2 separate regions of the Drosophila melanogaster genome follow, and region 2 is linked to region 1. A link is a contact called in public Hi-C data. All regions are on one chromosome and are shown on one strand. The core of a region is the stretch at or near the end of the contact, and the rest is flanking DNA. Distances in the headings are between cores, read along the strand shown.

Evidence for each region. A called contact is a pair of places that touch in the nucleus more often than the background predicts.
Region 2: a Hi-C map of the Kc167 cell line shows a contact between it and region 1, with 1.8 times the contacts expected there. A contact is called at or near these places in 27 of 107 Hi-C or Micro-C datasets (the Clone 8 cell line, the Kc167 cell line, the OSC cell line and 11 more) and 1 of 7 datasets of targeted methods (the Kc167 cell line).

The regions. Positions count from the first base shown.
Region 1 is chr3R:21,441,841-21,448,026 of dm6, forward strand. lbe (ladybird early) reads right to left here and starts at 4,697. Exons shown (of 2, transcript NM_079711.3): 1 at 3,245-4,697; 2 at 1-560. The coding sequence starts at 4,253. The coding sequence ends at 130.
Region 2 is chr3R:21,478,652-21,484,474 of dm6, forward strand. It overlaps Fancm (Fanconi anemia group M helicase), which reads left to right and starts at 3,674. Exons shown (of 6, transcript NM_001275877.1): 1 at 3,674-3,810; 2 at 3,868-4,201; 3 at 4,330-5,204; 4 at 5,301-5,823. The coding sequence starts at 3,736.

The DNA.
Region 1 (6,186 bases), core at 3,447-5,946:
CGAAAAGATGCGTCCCAACTTTCCCGGCACTCAGCTCAAAATTAAACAAAATACTCGACTCCTCGTTGCTCACTTTCTGTACCAATCATCAGGTTGCCTTGGCGGTTCGGTGCGCACCTGGCCACGCCCTCATTTGGGCGGAGCGCCTCCCATTGGCACGGATCCAGGCACGGGAACCACCATTCCGGCAGCGGCTGCCGCAGCCGCCAGGCCCACCATATCTGACTCATGCATGGGCTTCTTCTTGAGGATGCTTAGGTCGTTCACGTTCTCCAGGAAGGACTTGTGGGCGGAGAAGACCTTGACGCTATCGAAGTCCTTCTTCAGCTCCTCGATGTCCCGCTTCTGCTTGGCTCGCCGGTTCTGGAACCAGGTGATCACCTGGGCGTTCGACAGTCCCAGTGAGGCGGCGATCTCATCGCGGTCCGCTGGCGACAGGTACTTCTGGTAGAGAAATCGCTTCTCCAGCTCGAAGATCTGGTGGTTGGTGAAGGCGGTGCGCGACTTGCGCTTCTTCTTCGGCTGCGGCCTGTTCGAGAAGATGTCCAAGTGGGATTTATCTAAAATGAGAGTGAAGATAATGATGGGTTAGTTAATACATTTAATTATGTGTAGCTTATTGAACAATCATATCATTATTTGAATTTAATGCCTTCACAGGTACTTGATCGCATGCTAAGCCCGCTGCCGCCCGACATAATATATGTTGTTATAGTAATAAGAAGATAATTTTTCCGAATAGCTCATATTAATTGGAGTCAGTTACTCCAAGTGTGGCCAGTGAATTCTACGATGCACGGCATTTGGCGAACCGGTTACTAACGAGCGACTTTGGCTTGGTTTTTAATTGCCTCTCCGAACAGAGCGCGTGTTGATGGAAATGCGGTGATTGATACATTTTATGAATGCAACTGCGATTGCAGTTGGAGTTCTCAGATCTGAAATCTCGAATTCGCGACCTCAGTTCGCAGCTTGAAGTGTATAATTTCAAGTTGATTGATTGCGCGAGTGGTGGGCGTTCATTGGCTTTGTTGGTCTAATGACGATCGCAGCTTTCCCAGTGCCGCGACTTATGCAAGACAGCGGCTCATTTGTCTCGTTTGTAGTGTGATTTATAATAATTATTGACACCTACAAATCAGTTTTAAGTGGTACACGTAGCCACGGCTTGATTAATGAGCCACTGACCCGTACTTAAAGCGCTGATTGAGCTTGCATAACGTTTCCTGGTGCAAATTATTAACCAAATTCCGGGGCGCGGTGCCAGTCAAAGCGATTGGAGCAGATCGCCGATCATCAGCATAAATATTTATCTATTGAATATTGGCTAACCGGTTTGATGGCTTGGGACGATGGCTTCACACCCATTTCGATTGCTTGTCAAACAAACTAGATCGACATTAAAAACTAATTAAATGCCCTCCAACCGAATGCAAACGAAGTCTCCGGAGCTTGGCTATGGGTATACCCGTTTTACATACACATACTCGTACATTTGGAATGCATAATTTGGTCATTTGTTATCTCGAGCACGTTTTGTAACCCAAAACCCATTAGGCACTTGACTGCACGCCTCCCTTTCCTTTCTCCGAGCCTTTCCCCGAGCCTTTCTCCCCCACCTCCGCAGCTATTGTATTTGTTTTTATCGGGCCTCATTAAGTAATTTCCATGACTTATCTCTGGAGAAAGGGAGTCGAGCGGGCCACTTGGGTATCCTTTTACCCACTCAGGTGTCCACTTACAGGCATAAATATGGCTCTTACTTGGGGGAGTTTTGTTTTGGTCGCATTTGTCAGGGCTTCATGTCGAATGCGTTTGGGAACGCAGGAGGAAACCCGATCGATTTTCGAGGAACCTGCCGAGCAACAGTTGGCCACAGGGAGTTTATGTTTTAATTTGGCGCGAGTACCGAGAATCGCAATTAAGATTTGGCCAGCAGGGGCGACACCACGTCTGGCATTCCTTCCACTAGCTGGAGCGTTTATACCACGGCAAAAGAGCTGAAACATCACTTTCCATATGTGAAAATATCTTCGACTAGTGCTAGTGATATTAATGGGACCTAGTCATAAATTAGGAGAATCCAATGGCCCCACAGCTGCCTATCTGCCTATCGCCCTGCGCAGACTTCCTCCTCCGCACTGATGATGATAGACAAACGACGCATCCAAGGCGCAAAACCAAAGAAATCCGTCGTAAATATTTCGAGCGCAGCTTATACAACGCATGATAAACAGTAATATGTGTATTTTGTCAACTTAATACTCGGAGATACGGCATTATACAACGCGGAGCAGCGAGTGTCGTCGCTAATCGCTAGTTGGGGGTATTTTAAAACATGTTTACGACTGGAGCTGTGGCCACTATATTTACTGTACAGACGGGCTAGAGTTTGTCAGCTATTATTTTTGAGTAGCAACAAATGGAAACGGCATGTTAATTGTTCGCCACAACAAAACTCGATTAGGTAATGCACCAGCCAGCTAATTGTTGCTAATCGCTGCAGAATCGACACGACTAACACCAATATACTAATGCGGATAGTGCGGACTATTAACCATTAATTGCCATGAAATCACTTTGGGGTCGGGGGTGGAGTGCAGGGAGTACTTGAACGCCCACTAAATGCCCTCGGTCGAGTTTATGCCAAAATAAACCTAAGTTGCAGAATAAAAATGCCGCAGAATGAATTATACTTTATCATCAAATTGGTTCGTTTGTTTCTGTCGACCGCTGGCGCATGCTGCCAATTAATTAAAAGCCCGAAATCGAATCGGTTAAGGAATTTACATAACAAAAGATTTCAAATGGCGGGTCGCGGGCGAGTGCTACCATTTGTTTCAATTAAACGAATTTCGAATTTGCTGATTGATAAATGGAAAACGTCATAATAAGCTTAATATTCAGCTTCTGCGTTTGCGATTCCCCAATTTCAGAACGATAACAAATTAGAAGCTTTTATTCTAATTAAGAAATCGCGCAAATTTATTTCGAAAATTGAGACGTTTTTCAACCGAGACACACTGATGAAATCAATTGGGCTACTAAGGATTCCATAATTTAGATATTGATTAAGGAAATTTCATTTAGCTTAAATAAGACTCGTAGTTAGAATCATATTCATATTCATATCATCATCATCAATCACTTCAAGCCACTCAACTATTTTCCAATAAGAAGAAAGAACCTTTACGAACTATAACTATGTATGCAATGTATATTTAATCTCCTGGATGATGCTTACCTTGCGACTCGTCAAAGTCCTTTGTGGTCATCTGGAAGAGAGCATCCAGAGGAGTGTCTCCGTTTGACTTTCCTGAACCCGTTGGCTGCTCCTCTGATTTCTTCTTCTGAGCTTCCTCACTTCCCTCTTGGGTGGTTAGTTTTTCAAGTTTTTCCGCCTGCCGTGGGCTGCAGCATTCGGTGCTGCCATTGCTGCTGCTCGATCGCTGGGAACGCTCCGAGCTGCCGTCCTCGGAAGCGATGATCGCGGGATTCATGCCCATGTGGCGAAGGAGCTGGGCCTGGGCGTTAAAGTGTTCCTGCAACTGGCGATGGTAGTCCAGAGCCAGGCGCTGCTCGTAGTGCAGCAGGGCGGAGGGGATGAAGGGGCGGACGGGCATGGTCGGCCCCAGGAGGTGATCCCACGGCCGAACAATCTGTCCGCTTGGCAGGAGCATGGCAGCAGCAGCGGCCGGGTGGACATCCAACGGTTCCGTGCGTGGTTGCAGTAATCCGCCCGAGGGGGCAATGGGCCGGGAGGCAGGTGGAGCCAGGAGGTTTGCATTTGGGGGCGGGGAAACGGACTCCTCGCGCTGCTTCTCCGAGTGACCCAGTATGTCCGCGATGGAGAAGCTCTTGACCCCCTCGATGGCCGACTTGGTAGTCTGGTTGGTCTGGGGCTCCGGAACTGCTGACGGTGGACTGGGCGTGTGGTCTCGTGGCTCCGAGGAGGACGAGGACATGCGCAGGCGCTTCAGCGGATGGAAGTAGTCCTCCGGCAAATTGCCGACGGCACTCCGGGTGAGTCCGGAGGCGGCTGCAGCTGCTGCGGCGGCTGCTGCGGCATGGTGCTGCATCAGCAGCTGCTGCTGCTGCAGCAGATCAATGGTGCTGGCCCGTGGATGCTGCAGCGGATGAGGATGCGAGTGCGGATGCGTATGATGCTGCGTGGGCAGCGGGCTGGGGGCTCCGCCCACGGAGATTTCGGATTCGGCGGGACTGGCCGGACGCATGGTTGGAGGGCAGAGCATTTAGGTTCGCTTCAGCACTTGGTTTCTTTTCCGAGAGTTTCGTTTCAATTCGTTTGGTTTAGCACTTAACTGTTTTTCAAGACGGCTTTGTCACTACACTGCAAGTCGGTACTGACGATACTGACAAGCCTTGTACACTCAAATCTTGCTATAATTCCTCTGATTTGTTTGATTAGTTTACACTGATGCTTCGACACGACGACGCTGATCCAATGGCGTAGGACCTCTCAACTCGACGCTTCGCAGTCAACTGTTCGAAACTAGATTGAAGATTGGTTTGCTAACTAGACACGTCGATATTTCTTCAGTTCTTTTGCTGCCGCTGCTCTCTGCCGCAGCTCTCGTTCGCTCGCTCACTCTCTGTCTCTCTCTCTTTCTCTGTCTCGCTCGCGAGAGAGCAAAACCCGTTCTGCGAAAGAGCGAGATACCCTTATGGTAGTGTCATCTCGCTCTGCTCGGCTCTCAGCACCAATCGGCTACAGCAACAAAAAATAGCAATGGTGGCGTATACGTAACGGTAATTATGGCGTTCATCATGAGACTGCTGTGCAAAAGGGATGGCAGACGGCGAGTGCGAGCGAGACGGGCGCTTCTCAGATTGTAACGAGACTGTATTTAGTATTTTAGTCGCTGCAAAGTTTTCACAACTCCAAATGCGTCGACTGCGGCGCAGGCAGTGACAGAGGGGGCTAGGAGCCCCCTCCCCACTTTATGTACAGCTCGTAACCCCCTCACAGTTAGCATTAATGACGATGACCCCCGAAGGCAGCCTGCGTTTAATTGTCAAGCGTTTGCAATTAATTTGCCTTAAGAAAAACGAACAATTAATTTGGAGGAAAACAAAAAATAGAAAACAGTGGGGATATAAAAATGCGCATAAATTTGAAGACATTTGGAAATTAATTGGAGTCTGAGAATGGAAATGAGGCCAGTTTCGTCTGAATGAAAACGAATATTCTCTATTTTCAGCCAAATTTGGTGGGAAGCCAGTTTATATAATTGACTCTAGTTGCTTAGATTACTTATTTCGGTGTGTTTTCATTCCCGACGGCTTTTTTTATTGCTTGATTTCAGTATTGTATTCGTATATTTGAATTTTTATTTTATTTATATAATAAATTGTGATGCTAGTAATATTATTATTAATCGAAATATTTTGTTGTTGTAAAACATCTTTATGTAATATTTAGTTGTACAAGTTAAATTACGTATTAAAATAACTTTACATTATTTTCGAAAAAGGTAAAAATTAAATCCCAATAAAAACATTTCTATGTCACACATAAAAAATTTATTTTTTCCATTTTTAATCGGAATACTGTTAATTGTGAAATAAGTAAGGTTAAATGATACATATATGAGTGTTTGTTTTTTTTGGTTTTAGTACTGAACATGTTCCCCTTTAGGATTTCTATGATACTACACATCGACATTAAAAGGAGGAGCTATTTCATTTTCCCTGTAATCCCTGCCGTCCAAATTCGAGCTGCACTATTTAAGTGGCTGCCAATTTGCAATTGTCCACACGTCTTAGTGAACTTGAAGGCAATTGCTGACACCTTCGAGGCAACAAACAACGCCAAATCCCTTTAATTGAAACAAATGCGAGTTGCAGCAACAAACAGTGGAGAACAAAGGAGGAAATAGTAGCAGCAGCAGCAGCAGCGGCAGCACAAAGGCGTCAGGGCGTCTGAAAACAAAGGGCCAGAGGTCTATTAACGAAAAGTCGAAAATCCAAAATCGAAACCAATTGCTGCCGCAGCAGGATGCTAAACGAAAGGAATTGCCGGCGACCACCGCAGGCTCAGCGCCCGACTTTAGCCGCAGTCGGTCTGTCTTTTGGCCCTGACCTGATCCGGGACCCTTTCTGAGGCCATGGTGTACTACTACCTGGTGCTCCCGGTGAGCGACTGTTGATAAGGACTAATCACAC
Region 2 (5,823 bases), core at 2,424-4,923, 36 kb after region 1:
TAATCGATTCGAGCATCGACTGGGCAGCGGCGCCTGCAGCTGCGCCTTAATCTGATGAAGGGTTGATGGGTTCCTGGCTATTGCTTTTATAATGAAATTGTGTTGACCAATTTGTTACTTCATTCCGTTGGCTCACAGCAGCGCATCTTTCAGATCCGTCCTGTGAAAGTGTGAAGTGTTCGTGGCTCGGCATGGGCGTGTCCCGATGATTCCGAACTGCGGTGTATCTCATCCTGCAGGTGCTGTTCTCATAAGCTCGACTTACTGCCCGCAGACACGAGCTAACCAAAAGTTTGCCTGCAATTTTTGGCAATTTCAGCTAATGGAACTCCCAATCTTTGCACAGCGAAAATTATTACTTGCAACCTATATATTCGAATTGCCAACATACATATGTAGTTAACCAATAATGGCAGCCGTTTCAGAATAAAGTATATCTAAAAATAATATTGACTTGAGTCACTGCAAAAAGTATTCTCAACATCATTTCCCATACATACAATAAAAATTGATCCGTCGAATGTAATATTTATCAATCGTTGCAATGATCAAAATAAGAACTCTTTACTCATAACACTAAAATCATCTTAGGTCTTCGAATGATAATAATTTTAAAACATCCATCAAAAGGATTTAGCATGACAAGAATTGAAGTTATTAATGCATATTAAAATATGCAGATAATATGTAGATAATAGAATTAAGAATGGAAATACAAACTTTTATTTTTGATTTTTTAATGGAAATGTGATCTCTTTTTCAATAATACTTTCAAGCTTAACTAGGCATTAGTTTCACATATTTATACCCGTTGATCGTAGGTTTAATGGGAATATTGGGAATACAATGGGAATATATTCGTTGAAAAGTATTTAAAGAAATATATATATATGTGCAAGTGATAATTAGCTGAGCTTACAAAAAATTATTTAATTCGGACTATAGAAATCTATTAAAAGTATTCCATGTAAGCTTGCTCCGTTTTTATATCAACGGGTATCCAATAGTCGTGGCACTCGACAAGAGCGTTCTTACATATGTATCTTTGCTGCTTTTATTTCTTACTTTTACAAGATATATTTTTTCAGTGTTGCCTAGGTTGAAATCGAATTACTTCTGGTGGTGGCTAATAAACGAAATGTTTTATTGCCCGGCAACAACCGGGGAAACAAATATGACAGCCCAGATAATTGGCAGCCATTTTGAGCTGCATTGGGCTTAGTTTGTCTTTCCATTTGTTTGTTTGTCCGTCTGGTAGCGACACGCGCCGCTGAATTCTGAGTTCTGGGAATGCCACTGCAGCCCCATAATCGACGCAACTGCAACTTCGAATGCACAGCAACTGCGGTAGACAATCGCTGAAACGTTGATTACCCACCGGAGCAGCTGTCGCCAGCCCATTGTAACTGGCACCGCAAATCCAGGCCCATTTCCGCCCGAGGTCCCAGCACTTAGTTTTAATAAGTGCTAATGAGTTGCCCAAGCCACAGAGGTACTGTGCTTTTGCGAGCAAGAGATGGATCCTTCAAGACCCCAGAATGAATTGAGCCCCAGCACTGTAGAAGGTAATTATATTATTATATATGAAATAAACTTGCACATATGTAAAATCCAACTGATAACATTCTTGCAACATGTTCTTGTTAGGCCATGTGATAGTCGTCATCTCAATGGATATTTAAAAAAGGCCTTCTTAACATTTTTTTTGAGTGACTGTTTCAGCCGTAGTGAATACCCTTTGGATCACCCCAACCCCGACTAAAAGCACTTTGCATAAAAGGGTCTGGGCCCTTTCTAGCCTGGTTTCCCGTGGTGGCTGATTCCGCTTGGGCAACTTTGTATGGAGAGTGCTCGTTATGATGTAAACCGCAAATACTCGTAACTTGGCGACTTGGCGTCGTCGGAGATAAGTCGATGAGTCGAGAAGGGTATGGCAACCGCATCGCAACGCAGCACTCGCAGCACAGCGCATAAGTCATGACATTTATGTTGGCCATGTCGGGCAGGGCATCGCAATAACCTGTGACTCATCACATGTGCCCATAGGACACTCGAATCTACGCTCAGATATCTGGTCATTAGGCTCATTAAAGCGGCAGCCAATTAATAAACAAAAATAAATAATTGCACAATTCATTTGGTAATTAGACATGGCTCATAAAGCCGAATTAGGCAAAAGGCGTAGTGCCCATGGCCCACAGATACATACAGATATCCCACAGATAGCACGCACACCGAGATATGTACATTCATATATTCATGTATATTGTCTATATGAGGAGGGAGCCCCGAAGAGAGGGAGAACTTCATGCAAATGAAATGAAATTGACTAGAGAGCCAGCAAATTGAGTGTGTCCCGTGTACCCGTGTGCCCGGGTATTTCTGTCCCAGCTCACGGTGGCTGCCGAATGGGGTGCCCCTCCCCCAGCCCCAGCCCCCCACTACGAGCAAACACACGAACTTACATACATAAGTGAACAATTCATTTGTCACACTAAATTTGTTTCAATTCATTTGCTCGGAATGACAAATAATGCGATATAATTACATTTTGTGAGCGTTCTCCGGTGCCCGTGCTTTTCCGCGGGAGTGGGCCATGACATCCAGCTCTCGGACTCAGATTCCCCCACACACGGTCAATGCTCATTAGGTGAAGATTTTGAAATGAGATTGTGACTATTTACGTATGTTTTTCCGTCAAACTTGGCCAAGTGTATGTATGTGCTTGCTAATTATCATTTTCCCTCATCAGCAGCAGGGGCAAGGATTTGTGGAATAACTTCAGAAATTAAGGTTGAGTTTAGTCAGCATGGGAAGTATATTATTTCAATTATATTATTCGGCTTATACATTAAAAATTAAAAATTCAGTTCCATTCCATTAATTAATCAATTCATTAAAAGGTATTTGTTAAATATCCTAATGCTGCTACCAGTTTAATTGTATCTACCCGTACTGCTTTTCTTTTGATACCAAGCCTTTTCGTTGGGGAAATAAAAGCAAATAAGAACGTTCGTTGGAAGCGCCTAATTTAAGACAATCAGAACATCTACGACAGAAATATCGCGAAAAGTACTCGGGCAATCTGTAAGTACGCAGTGTGTATTCGCCCAATTACGAACTGGCGACATTAAATGGGGCTTGACATTTCCGGGCAGATTGTGGGGTCTGCGTTTTCGTAAGGATTTCGGCATTTTAGCAATACTTTTCACCGATATGATACTGATTAAGGGAAATCATACAAGAGCTCTTTTAATTAATGTAAACTATTGCCATTTGATCACTCATTTATCTTTATTCTCTAAAATCAACTTAGTCACTGTTTAAAATTGGCGCGCTTTTATTTGAATTTAAGTGTTTGGCAAACATATACACAGTGGCGCCATCTGGAGCAGTGCTGCCACTCTCGTATTTGGCACCATTTTAGAGCACTGTTTAATGGCTTAGCAAATCCGCGCTATAAGAAGCCGCTTCAAGCTTGCTTAGACAGTTAACAATTTTTGAGAATTGTATTTATTTTTACTTATTACCCTATATTTAGAGGGTTTTACAGACTAAAATTAGTTTTCATGTCACGATTTGTGTGATCGATATACTCCAACAGCGCCACCTAAAATGATTAGCTCATCCCTAACGGAATGTTATGTTATAAACACAATGTAAAGCAATGTAAACACTTTCAAAACAAAATGTAGATCGTCGTGCAGTAGTTGTTATCAAAAGATTGCTGCTATCATGGATGTGAATTGGATGGACGATGACGAAGACCTAGTGGCGGCCTTGGCTATGCACGAAGAGCAGAAGAGCGAGGTATTTACTTGTATTTACTCCTGCGAGCGCAGAGTCTCTCACAGTTTGGATCCTCAGGATGCCGATGGAACACGTTGGGAACATTGCGACGAAGCCTGCGATGGTTTCGATATGGCCACAGGACACAACTGGATTTATCCAAACAACCTGCCCCTACGATCCTATCAACAAACCATCGTCCAATCGGCGCTGTTCAAAAACACCCTGGTGGTGTTGCCCACGGGATTGGGAAAGACCTTCATTGCGGCGGTGGTTATGTACAACTTTTACAGGTGGTATCCAAAGGGAAAGATTGTGTTCATGGCACCCACAAGGCCCCTGGTCTCGCAGCAGATCCACGCATCCCAGAAGATCATGCCCTTTCCATCTGAAGACACGGTGCAGCTAACAGGTGAGTTCAAATGTGAAGACTTATTTACAAATGCTTACCGGGTTATATGACTAAAAGAACCTGGATGTGCCGACTGCCTTACAAGTCCTGAATCCAAAAAATAAGCTCCAGTCCCATTTTTATTCCAGGCCAACTTCCTCGACCCAAACGAGCTGAGCTGTGGGCCTCCAAGCGGGTCTTCTTCGCTACGCCGCAGGTGGTGCACTCAGACATGCTGGAAGCTGATGGCGAATGCAGCTTTCCCTTTGGGTCCATCAAGTTGATAGTGGTGGATGAGGCGCACCGGGCCAAAGGTCGCTATGCCTACACCCAAGTGGCCGACTGTCTGATGGCACGTAACAGGTATTTCCGGATGCTTGCCCTGTCCGCTACACCAGGAAGAACCATGGAGGATGTGGCAGCTGTGTGCCGAAACCTATACATTTCCAATCTGCAAGTGCGCTGGGACACCTCGATCGACGTGCAGCCCTACATACACAGGCGGACGATTCGAACCATAGTGGTCTCCCTGAAGGAGAGAATCAAGGAGCCGAGAGAACGATTGCTGCAGATCATCGAACCATACCTACGCCAGCTTATGGAAGCTGAGATTTTTAAAGGCAACAAGGGAACCGTGAGCAGAAATAGTTTGCTCTTTGAGCAGAAAAGCTTCGTCGAACGATCGGCGCAAGGCCAGCGGCATCCGGATCACAACATAATAATGGGCAACTTCGCCATGTGCATCAGCATGTACCACTCGCTGGACCTAATGGAGCGTCACGGTCTTCGCGTCTTCGTGAACAATTTCGATGCAGACGACGACGGGCGAGAGAAATTTGTACTGGCCAGAGATGGTAATCTAAGGAATTTGGTGGAGCAGGTCCGCCAAGAACTCGGTGCCAATCCCCTAGATTACACCACGCATGCCATGACGAATGGAGAAGTGCCGCCTTTGCCATCTGATCTAGACTTTGGACATGCCAAATATGAGAAGTTGCGACAGGTGTTGGTGCAACACTTTCAGGTAGGGGCAAAAAATCAAAAAAAAAGAAGTTTTCATATAATTTTCATGAAACCGATAAACATATTCCCTTGTTAATATAAATGTTTTCTTTAATAGGCAAACCCCGATTCCCGCGCCATTGTTTTCTGCGAGTACCGTGAATCCGTAATGCTGATTCACCGGCTACTCCTTCAACACAGACCGGTGCTCCGTCCGCGCTGTTTTGTTGGCCAGGGCAGCACAGTTGGAGCAAGCTATGCTCTCACCCAGAAACAGCAGCTGCAGATAATGACCGACTTTCGATCCGGCACTAGCAACGTTCTGGTGGCCACGTCGATCGGAGAGGAGGGCTTAGACGTCGGCGAGGTGGAGATGATTGTGTGCTTCGACATTTGCAGCACTAATCCCACTAGATTTATTCAGCGGATTGGGCGCACTGGAAGGAAGAAGAATGGAGAGGTGGTTATGCTAGTGACCGAAGGACGAGAACAGCAGGTGCTTAAGGATGTTCTGGCCAACAAGGATCAAATCAACAAGAAGCTATTGAATTCGTCCGTTGTTAAATTGTCGCTTTATGAGCAAAATCCTCGAATGGTGCCATCAAAATTTCAACCAAAATGCGAGGAGAAACACATGGAGC